Regions from separate parts of the Mus musculus genome. Here region 2 is linked to region 1. Evidence: chromatin contacts called from public Hi-C data. All regions are on one chromosome and are shown on one strand. Each heading gives the region's core, a stretch centred on a gene start, on an enhancer-like site or on the middle of the called end of the contact. The rest is flanking DNA. Distances are from core to core; before and after follow the strand shown.

The links. Hi-C and Micro-C count contacts between places; a contact is called where the count stands out from the background.
Region 2: a Hi-C map of cortical glia shows a contact between it and region 1, with 3 times the contacts expected there. The contact joins the promoter of Pls1 here to the enhancer-like site in region 1. A contact is called at or near these places in 2 of 39 promoter capture datasets (embryonic stem cells and stem cell-derived epiblast-like cells), 2 of 15 datasets of contacts at CTCF or cohesin (CD8 T cells and the NIH/3T3 cell line), 17 of 484 Hi-C or Micro-C datasets (the C2C12 cell line, the HL-1 cell line, the HPC-7 cell line and 13 more), 11 of 115 datasets of contacts at active chromatin or transcription factors (CD8 T cells, embryonic fibroblasts, embryonic stem cells and 5 more) and 3 of 9 other capture datasets (adipose tissue, liver and pancreatic islet).

Annotation. Positions count from the first base shown.
Region 1 is chr9:95,806,921-95,812,233 of GRCm38.p6, forward strand. The region is part of intron 1 of Pls1 (plastin 1 (I-isoform)); the gene reads right to left. Among named protein-coding and RNA genes, the nearest start is that of Pls1, 36 kb to the right of the region's middle. Within about 2 kb of position 2,866, at least 14 of the 459 cell types and tissues checked have an H3K27ac peak or open chromatin away from gene starts, as enhancers often do. A contact at or near this core is called in the C2C12 cell line and cortical glia, where this site is marked.
Region 2 is chr9:95,843,022-95,848,288 of GRCm38.p6, forward strand. It overlaps Pls1 (plastin 1 (I-isoform)), which reads right to left and starts at 2,258. Exons shown (of 16, transcript NM_001033210.3): 1 at 2,150-2,258.

The DNA of each region.
Region 1 (5,313 bases), core at 1,616-4,115:
TAAAAGGTTATGGATAAGAAAAATAAGGATTTTATATAAATACAATAAATTTTAAATATAGAATCAATTACAAAGGCTATAACAATGAACAATTCTCAAACTATTATCACTTTTCCTAAAAGCACAATAAATTTAACATATTTTGGCATTATTCTTTTAAGGAGCATCAGGCCCTTAGTGAAGGATTTTACCAAACAGCAGATTTGAGTTTTCTTCCTGATTCTCCATGACAAGCAGAGACTTGTCCAAAAACTATGAAGCAGTCTTCTTGTTTGTCACCCATTATAAAAGAAAGCAGTACTCACTAAACAACTCTGGAACTTTCTCCACTCTAGAATCTCAACAATAAAAAAATAATTATAACCACACTTTATATTTAACAAGTAATTCATACCTTCCACCGAGATCCCTACACATGATCTAATATTAGACATAGGTCACCCAACAGAGAAATCAATACATAATGTACTATTTACTCAGGTAAGTCTGAGGATTTCCTCTATTAGCATTTTGACTGACAACTGATGTGGGAGGGCCCAGCTCACTGTGAGCAGTACCAACCCTGGGCTGGCAGTCCTGGGAGCTATACCAAAGCAGGCAAAATCAGTAAGCAGTGTTCCTCCATGGCCTCTCCTTGAGTTCCTACCCTGACTTCCCTCACTGATGGGCTGTGATGTGGAAGTGTAAGCCAACTAAACCCTTTCTTTCCAAGTTGCCTTTTGTCGTGGTGTTTATCACAGCAATGGGAACTCTAAGACAGTGACCACTGTCACCATAGATTCTTTTGCATTCTTTAAAATCATAACAATAATTTCCTCTGGCTTTTTTCATTCAGCATGAGTATTTTCATAGTATTCAAATCTCCTGCCTGTCATTCTGCTATGTGATTTTTTTATTATTGCTTTTTTTAATACTGGGTTTTACAGGTTGCTCTCAACCCTGAAGCTCCCATCTCTCATCTATTCTAGTCAGCTGGAAGGTTTGAGGTGTGTGTGTGTGTGTGTTTCTGTAGTCACCAATGGATGTTAGACTTATAGTACTTTTTCTATGTCTCTATAATTGTTATACGTTTCTGCTTGTTAGCATTTTGAATTGCAATTACTGATTTAAAATGTTAACAGTCTTCCATTCCTGGAGTGAGCTGTTCTTGATTCGGATGCCTTCACTCCTCCTTCACGTGATTACTGATAAGGTTGGGCTAAGCCTCTTCTGTCGTGTCTTCTGTTTCTTACTGGTTACATTCTCCCTTCATTTTATCTTTCCTGGAATTACTTGAATATTTCTAATTCCAATTTATTTCTTTTGATTATTAATTATAACAATTTGTGGTTACTTTCAGCTTTACAGTACATTTTTTAAAACATGTTACCCCTTATCCTCAAGAGGTTTTACTCCATGCCACAAAGAGCATCAAAATGCCACAGTACTAGGAGGGTTGGGTATCATCAGTCTGAAAACCTGAATCCAAAATATTCCAACTGGAAAAGCTGCGAAGCTGCAAGAGGGAGCCTGCTTAGACAGCCTGGATGTCTGAAAAACTACAAGTTATGAAATACATCCGATTTCAGATAATTCAGGTAAAGAATACTCAATGTAGATGTCTATTTCCCCAACTCTTGGCCTGTGTGCTATTTATAATTTTATTATAAATAAATATAAATATATATAAATAAATAATATAAATTTATAATAAAAATTTATAATTTTTATTATAAATTGTATACCATATCTTATCATTTTAAACTAATTATCTTTCAGAATCAAACAGAAATACTTTTAATATGCTGTGTCTGGTGAAAATAAATCTAAGTTTAAAAAGCAACAACCTTAAAAAATATTAATAAACAATTGTTTATTAATAATTGGTGACAATTGGTCACTGCTGTAGCATCATGTTCTTCATCCCTTTGTACAGACCTGTGTTTCCATAGTGTCTCAGTCCATTGGCCTGGAGCCTTCCCTTAACATTACTTATACTATTAAAAGACAGTTTTATATCCACATGTTTCATCATTGTTTGGAATATGTCTTTGCTGGGTATAGATATGAGTTGACTGCTTGTCTCTTAATGGCGCTCCTGCATGGCCTGCCTGCACTGTCCCCAACAGCACATCTGTTTCATTGTCACCTTTCTTCTTCTACACAAAGCATCTCCTTTTCTCATTGGGTTATTTTAAGATTTTACTCTTATCAGTGGTTTTAAACAATTTGAATATGGTATGCCTTGATGTTATTTAATTACAGTATGCCTTAATATCATTTTTCTCTATCTTTTTTATTGCAGATCATTGAGTTTCTCAGATCTATGAAGCTGAAACTATAGAGTTTTCAACCTGTTTTTTTTTTTTTCAGCTCTTATCTGCAAGTATTTCTTCTGTTTTCCCCCTCCTTGGAAGGATGATCAGGACACGCATGAGGCCATGTGAAACTATCCACAGAAGTTCAAAGTCAGCTGTATAGTGAATTCAAGGACAGACAAGGCTTAAGATACTGTCTCAATAAAGAAAAATAAGTTTGACAGAAAGAGAATTTAAGACTCATACTTAAGGGTTTACTAATTGATAAGATATGTATTATTGCATCTGATTCTCAAATACCCTTGTAGGGAAAGCAGAACTAAAATGAAATTTCATATAACACACACATGCACACACACACACACACGATAGGAATAAATATTACTGTTATTATACTACATAAACTACTATGTTTGTGAACCCACTTATTCTTAATTTGTACATAAGAAGACTGTCAGAGAGGCCAACTTACAGAGCAGGTCAAGTGCTAAGTATCAAAGCTAGGACTATTGTCAGTGTGTCTGAGTCTTTGTCCTCTGTTCCTTTCAATAAACCACATGATTCTTGTGTGGCCAAGAGCGATGAAGTCATGCAGTGGGTTCTCAGGGGAAACAAGGAATCATCTTTCTACATGATATTCAAGAGCGAGATCTGAGCCTCTTTTGTGTAGACGGTAAAATGAGATGAGTCAGAACAGAGGTTTACAAAACAATTCCCTGCATGGTTCTTCGTACTTTATCAGTTATAATTTAAAACTAAATTCTCCTTTTTTTTTTTTTTTTTTTTTTTTTAGAGAACTAAGATACTATTTTTATTATATATAACAGGAATCAAGTAACGGATTGGGCAAAGTGGTTATAGCTCATGGTCAGCAGCCATGAGACCAAGGCAAGAGGATCCCCAAATTTCCGATCAGCTTGGACCGCATAGTAAGTTCCAGGACAGATTTTTTTTTTTTAAAGTAAGCAGTTATTATCAGCAATAAGTCAAACACTGTCATGACTGCATATATTAGCAGGGGTAAAGCACAGCAGAGTTGGGGAGTTGTATAAAGTACTGATAATAAAACGACTGATCTTCATGGTAAGTAAAGATAAATTTAGATGCCTGTACCTCTCCTATAGCACCGATTCTTTTGTTTGTTTGTTTGTTTGTTTGTTTGTTTGTTTGCAAACAGGGTTTCTCTGTGTAGCCCTGGCTATCTTGGAACTCACTCTGTAGACCAGGCTGGCCTGGAACTCAGAGATCTACCTGCTCTGTCCCCTAATTGCCTGGATTAAAGGCTTTAAAGTCAATTAAAATTTAATTAAATGAATTAAAATGTAAAGCTGCTACACAGCTAATTCTTATCATTTTCTGATGGTTTTGATGTATTTTTAGTAAATTACACATAGATTCCACAAAGTGATTTATTGATCCAAACTCTACACATAATTTCAGGGACTTGGTGGGCACCTCATTCACAAGCCCACTCTTGACCTTTCCACGGGTCCATCAGTTCTGAACTAGTGACCCCAACTTCGCATATTCATGTGTATACACGGCTTATGTGTGTGCACACACGTGTCCAGGTGAGCGCGCACAAGTGTCTGCACACATTTGTGGAAGTGTGCACACACAGAGGTCAGAGGTAACACTGAGTGCCTCCCTTGTCCGTTTTTGCTACTGTTGTTTTGTTTTGAGGCAGGGTCTCTCATGGTACCCTGAGCTCTCAGATTTGGCTTTGCTGGTTAGCCAACAAACCGGAAGGATTCCCCTGCCTCTGCCTCCACGGTATGAGCAGCCATGCCTGCCTGCCTGCCCTTTGAATCGATGCTGGTGATCACAATTCAGGTCTTGTGCCTAGGCAGCAAGCGCTTTCCCCACTGAAGCATCCCCACAGCCCCTCTTCGACATTTTAAACGAACAAGTCGATCAGCAAGAGTCACTGGTGTAATGACCCTATCAGTAAGCAGACGTGGTTTGTAAGTGGCAGGTATGGCCACACATAATCACAGTAACAAGTCTATTGACTAATGTACATGTGGCTTTACGGGAAGACAGATGAAGGGAGGGATATTTCAAGCATGAGTTCTGACAATGCTTTCCTGAGTGGCCGTGGAGCAGGGGAGGCGTCTATATTTCTGACTTGGTGTAACCACCATTCTACGGTCTTGACTTGAAAAGCAAATCTTACTGGTGAGTCACTTTATTTCTGAACTATTTTCTTTTAGACTGACTGTGCCTATTGCTACCCTCTAGCAACTCCCTCTGCCTAGAAGAAGTTTCTACAGAGAATTAAAATAGTACATTAAGCAGGTTAAACACCCCACCTCCTCTTCCCAGATAAGGCAAGGAACAACAGCAAACGCCTTGGCACCTTGCAATTCAATTACTCTGACCTGTTCTTTTCACAGATAAGAGTACTGAGACCACACTCTTGCTTCCTAAGAACACAACATGGTCACCGAGAACGACAGTCTCTATCAGGGAGCGAGAGATAAATATTAGGACAGCTTAGGTTTACTTCTAAAACTAGAGACAGGGAAGGCATCTGGTTTAGCTTTATGAATTTTTAACAGATATGTTTTCAATAGCTCAGTAGAGCTCAGTGCTTGTGATAGATGATTCCATGATACAAACAGCTAAAGGGAGAGGCAAAGGCGTTCCACAAGGGATGCCAAGGGGGGTGTTCTGCAAGGGATGGTGAAGGCGTTCCACAAGGGATGCCAGAGGAGGGTAGAGGTGTTGCATAATGAAAGGGTTGGGAGCAGGAGACATGATTCAGTGCTTGCTACTCTCGCAGTACTGGAGACCAAAGTTCAGTTTCCAAGTGCCGCTTTGGGCAGGTTACAATTTCCTATAACAGGCTCCAAAGGATTTGGTGCCCTCTTCTGGCTTCTGTGAGCACTTGTGTGCATGTACACACACACACACACACACACACACACACACACACACACACACACAATTTATTTAAAATATCTTTAAATAGTTGTACAGTGGCCTATCTTCCTTCTTTTTACTTTCAGTATTT
Region 2 (5,267 bases), core at 1,008-3,507, 35 kb after region 1:
GTTTATTTTATGGGTATGAGTGCTTCAACTGCATGTATGTCTGTGTGCCAGATGTGTGCTGGTGCCAGAGGAGGTCAGAAGAGTCTATCAGACCCTCGAGAACTGGAGTTACAGATGCTTGGGAGCCACCATGTGGTGCTGGGAAGCAAAGCAAGATCCTTTGGAAGAGCAGCCAGAGCTTTTAACCACTGACCCTTTTCTCTAACCTGGCGTTTCTTAAGTCTGCATCCTCCACTCTGCATTTATGGTTAACCCACATCCTGGGAACGCTCCTCACTTCGGCTCCCATCTCCAGGGCTCCCATCTCCAGGGCTCCCAACTAATCTGTGATTTTGGATTTTCAGAAATCACTCCAACTTGCTTTTTTTGTCTCTATCTCTTGCACTGCTCTAAGGTGAACTCCCTGACCACCATAGACCATGCACACCAAATCCCCGGAAATGTCCCTCCTCCTGCAAACAGCAGCTGAGATGAGTTTGAACTTAGTACTGGGTGGGATCTTTTAAGTCATACACTCTCCAGAGTTTACACACCTAACAACTCTACAGTCAAAAAATAGGGATGTGTTCTAAACAATAATTCAGGAAGCTGTATCCAAAGGGGAGTACGGCAGCACGGACAGAAGTCATAAAGCACTGTGGGGTTGGGGTTAGGAAGAGAGCTACACATGGCTGCTGCTATCAAAGGGAACTTCCAAGAAGAGGCTACACCTGAGCAATGAGCTCACACCCGGGAGGGAAACAAGCAAGCATTCAGTGTGAGAAAGGGCACAGGGTTCGGTTCCCAGACCAGCATCCCCATCAGGGAGGCTTGAGAGGTGTGTGGCTTTGTGAATAGAGGGATGAGCAAGGTAGGAACTAACTCCCTGCCTCCATCAGACTGAGCGGGAGAGGCTGGAAGAGAAAGAAAGGTCAATCATCTACAACAAGAAGAATATCAGAGAGGCACAGTAAAGAGATCCCTGAAATCAGAAAACCAGCTTCCCAGGCCCTGCTTGGCCCTGAGGGGCGAGCGCGGGCAGAGCAAGTCATCTAACCTCCCTGGTCTCAGCTTTCTCATTTGTAAACTGAAGCAGCTGAACTGGCTGACCTCAGAGGTCCCTCGGAACAAAACCAGACCAACTGTATATTATTTCGACCATTAAAACCCTCACGGCAGGAAAATAAAGGGAAGGGGGGGGGGTCTTCTGTGATCTCTTTTCTAGTTTGTTTTTTCCTCCTCAACTTCAATTTTCCGTTTCCTACACTTACTACGGTCACGTGCCTCTCGCATCACAAATTTAACACTTTCCTATAGAATTTCACTAATGAATTAAGTTTAAAGAGGAGTTGGTTACAAGAGGTGGGGCGTGGAATTAAATGCCCTTGCTTCACCTTTGTGGGGCCAAAACATTGGTCTCTGTATTCATCCTGAAATTCTAGTTATGATTCCACATTCCTCCAACAAAGAAATGTTCATTCCGTGTTGGCCCCATACAGTCTACAACAGCTTTGAGGTAGGATACATGTCTGTATAAGTCACACAATGTAAATAACTAGGAAAGTTTTTCTTTTCAATACTACTCATTGAAGCCTGGGATGGGGGTAATAATGTTAAAAATGGGTTTCTGTATTTTGTTTTGGTATTTTTTTCTTTTTAATTTTTAAAGCTTATACTCGAAAATGCAGCCTGCTGAATCGCACAAAATTCTTGGCACTTTCCCCTAAGACTGACATTTCTTGCACTGCATCCAGAGGCCCCAGGGCTCCTGGAAAGGCACTTAAGTCCAGCAAACACGGATGCAATTTCATTCTGTCCCTACATTCGCCTGTGCACCAGAGGCGAACACAGTAACACAACTTAAGAGACACACCAACGGATCAGAAAAACCTCTTCAACAGCCACGCAAAGTTTAAACCAGAAAACTTAGTACCCTCCCTTCCTAGATGCAGGGTATCACGATGTGCTTCCTGGGCTGGGGCTTAAGCAGCGACACACAGGACTTCACACCTGAGCGCAAGACTCCGCCGCAGGGCAGGAGCGCGCCCGCAGGTGTCGGAGGAACCCGGAGCCCTCGCCGAGCGCCGCTAAGCCAAGCTTGCCTTTCCTGCCCGGCCTCCCCCTCCTGACCCACGCCCGCTTGTGCGTTCAGGCACCCAGCCCCCGGTACCTGCGGCGGCCGTTCGGCAGCTCCTGCCCGGGATCCCCGCGCCCGCTGGTCTGGTCCGCTCCGCTGCGGCTGCCACTCACCCGCCTCCTTGCTCCTGCGCTCGCGCCACTGCGCATGCTCGTCCCGCACCCCCACCCGCACGCTTGAAATCCACTCGCCAGGTTTTAGTTGCTGCACCCAGGGGAGAGGCCACCAGATCTTTGCAGTCAGGTGAAAGGAGGCTTGCAGGAGCTAACTAAAGAGGTTTGTGTTGAGGTTGGGGGATGGAAGATGGGGAAGTGGACCCGCGCTGCAGGGGCGTCATCCCTGCTGCCCACGCTTCACTCAGCCTAATTACAACTGTCTGCACCCCTGAAATGAGTTTTAGCACGGTGGTTCTCAAACAAGGGGGCCTCAGGTTTTTGTTCAAACAGCTCTCAAACCCAGAGTATCCGCATCTTTTATCTGAATGCTGGATGTTTCTAATGTGTTCTCAGAACACTAGTATGCATAGCACTTTTGAAAACTACAGCTCACAAGGTAAGATAATTATTAAAGTAAAACAATTTCTCTCATCCTTCTCCCTTCTGGGGAATTCAGATGATCCTTCCCTCTTTATTAAACAGCCACACCTATTTAAAATAAATAACCAAAGCCCACACTCAAACAAAGGCAGGACCTTTTTCCAACAACATCTGAGTCAAGCCAACGGAACGCAGCTTCAAGGGCTCTTGTGTGCTTTTCTGGTAGCATGATCCACAGGTGTGCAGGGTACTTTTGCTGTCCTTTGACCTAAGGTCCTAGGTGACCCTTGGCCCTGTAGTCCTGAACTGATGCAGAACAGGTAGCAATCAGGCCGGTAGGAATGTGGCTTCAGTACACTGAAACTGTTTAAAGTCCAAAAGAATTGGTTGGGCCAAAGAGGAGTGAGCTAAGGACTTCTCCGTGCCTAGAAAATCCCATAACCCAGAAAGTCCAATAAATAACGTTTTTGTCTGAGTGCAGATGTACAAGAGGAATTGTGTTCTCTCAAAATATTTACTTAAACATGTATGTACAACATGACTTAGCCATTTCATTCTTAGCTCTTGTCCAAGATAAACTAAAGCATATCACATAGAGGCTTGAATACTGATGTAGTAGCTTCCTTCTCTTTTTCTGTAGCCACAGTTGGAAGGAATTGACTGTCAAAAGCAAACGTGCTACATCAGCACAATGGACTACTACTTGGTACTAAAAGAGAATGACCGATCTAAATGCTTCACTATAGATTGCCACATCCTCCTATACCAGGAGTGAAGGAAGAAAAAGAAAACACACAGAGAGAAATGGACAGGGAAAAAAAGCTGAGATTGGGTGGTCTGGGCTCCAAGGTTGAGAAGCCACAGGGTCCTGGAGATGGTTTATGTGTAGTTTATTATGTACAGTTGAATGGGGAGGTGGGGTTATTGCGTGTAGCTGAACAAGGAGGCAGGTGTAGGGAGACTCAGTGGGAGAGCGGTGGGGCAGTCTCTGTAGGAAAGCAGTCCATGGGCAGCAATGGTGACCTTTTCAGCCCACACGACCAATGCCTGTAAATGGTCCAGAGGAAGGCTTGGCCATCCCTCTGAGCCTTTCCAGACCCAGGGAAGGCTTTGCCATCTCCACAGGGCTGACGCACTGGGGTACCTGACATGGTGAAGCCCACTCACTCAGGACTTCATTTGCTCCCTACAATAGATAAATCTCAAAATCATTATGCTGAACTGGAGAAAGCAGAGAGAAAATATATAGCGTGAAGCTTCATTTCTGTGAAGTCACACCTTGATAAGAACAAAAGCAAAGTCAGTAATTGCATGGGCCAGAGGTGGAGAACGAACGAATGAACTGCAACAAGACAATGAGAATCTTCCAGGGTCATAGAGACATTCTCTTTATTGATAATAATGATGATTTGCTGGGTGTAAAAAAAATACCAAGGCTAAAGTGGATACTTTAAACATGGAAAATTCACTTTCTATAAATTATTGCCCAATAGAATTGGAAATGATAATCAAACATACTTATATTCTATACATGTAGTGAAAACATTGACTGATAAGTCCATGAAGAAATGCAGAACCCAAATATGACATCACTTGATTTGGGGGAAGGCAAAAGAAGCTCATTCCCCTAAAGGAAGGTAAAATAGTTGGTTTTCAACCATTTGTAAAAGTAACTAGTCCCAAGACGCAACTTGTTGATGATAAAACCAAAGTGTTTCACAGAAGTTTCTCCCAAACCTAAAATAGCAAGTATATCATTAGAAATGAACATAATTATAAGCAGAATTGTAAGTGGGTTCATTGAGGTAGGCCTATAAGCCTAGCTACTTGAAAAGCTGCGACAGGAGGATTACAATGGAAGACCAGCTTGAGCATAGGCATAAAGAGACTTTACAGGGGGCTGGAGAGATGGCTCAGCGGTTAAGAGCACTGACTGCTCTTCCAGAGGTCCTGAGTTCAATTCCCAGCAACCACATGGTGGCTCACAACCATCTGTAATAGGAACTGATGCCCTCTTCTGGTGTGTCTGAAGACAGCTATGGTATACTCATATACATAAAATAAATATTAAAAAAAAAAAAGAGACTTTACAAGAGCCTGGGCTCTAGCCCCAGTACAAAGAAGGGAAGAGGAAAGGGGAAAAACAGTTGTCTGCTCAACTGACTATATCACCTCCAGTGGAAAGGAAGATTTTCAGACTCATGGAGAAAGTTGGACATGGTGGTGCATGCCCCAGCGCTGGGGAGGCAGAAGCAGACAGATCTCTGTGAGTTCAAGGCCAGCCCATAGAACATGGTGAGTTCTATGATAAACATAGTGAGTTCTATGAGACTATATGTGTGTGTGTGTATATATACATATAGTATATACATATACATATACATATGTGTATATACACACACATATGTCTTCATAGAGATTAAAAAATAATAGACAAGGAGGTTCCAGGTCAAAGCCCTCAGCTAAACATATTCTACTGAGAATTCAAAGATCAATCATTTAAAAGTAATTAAATGATTGGCATGCATGTAATCCTAGTTCTTTCTAAGTAAGGCAAACTCCAGAATCCTAGGCCAGTCTACATAGCAAGTTCAAGACCTGCCTGGGCTTTGTGA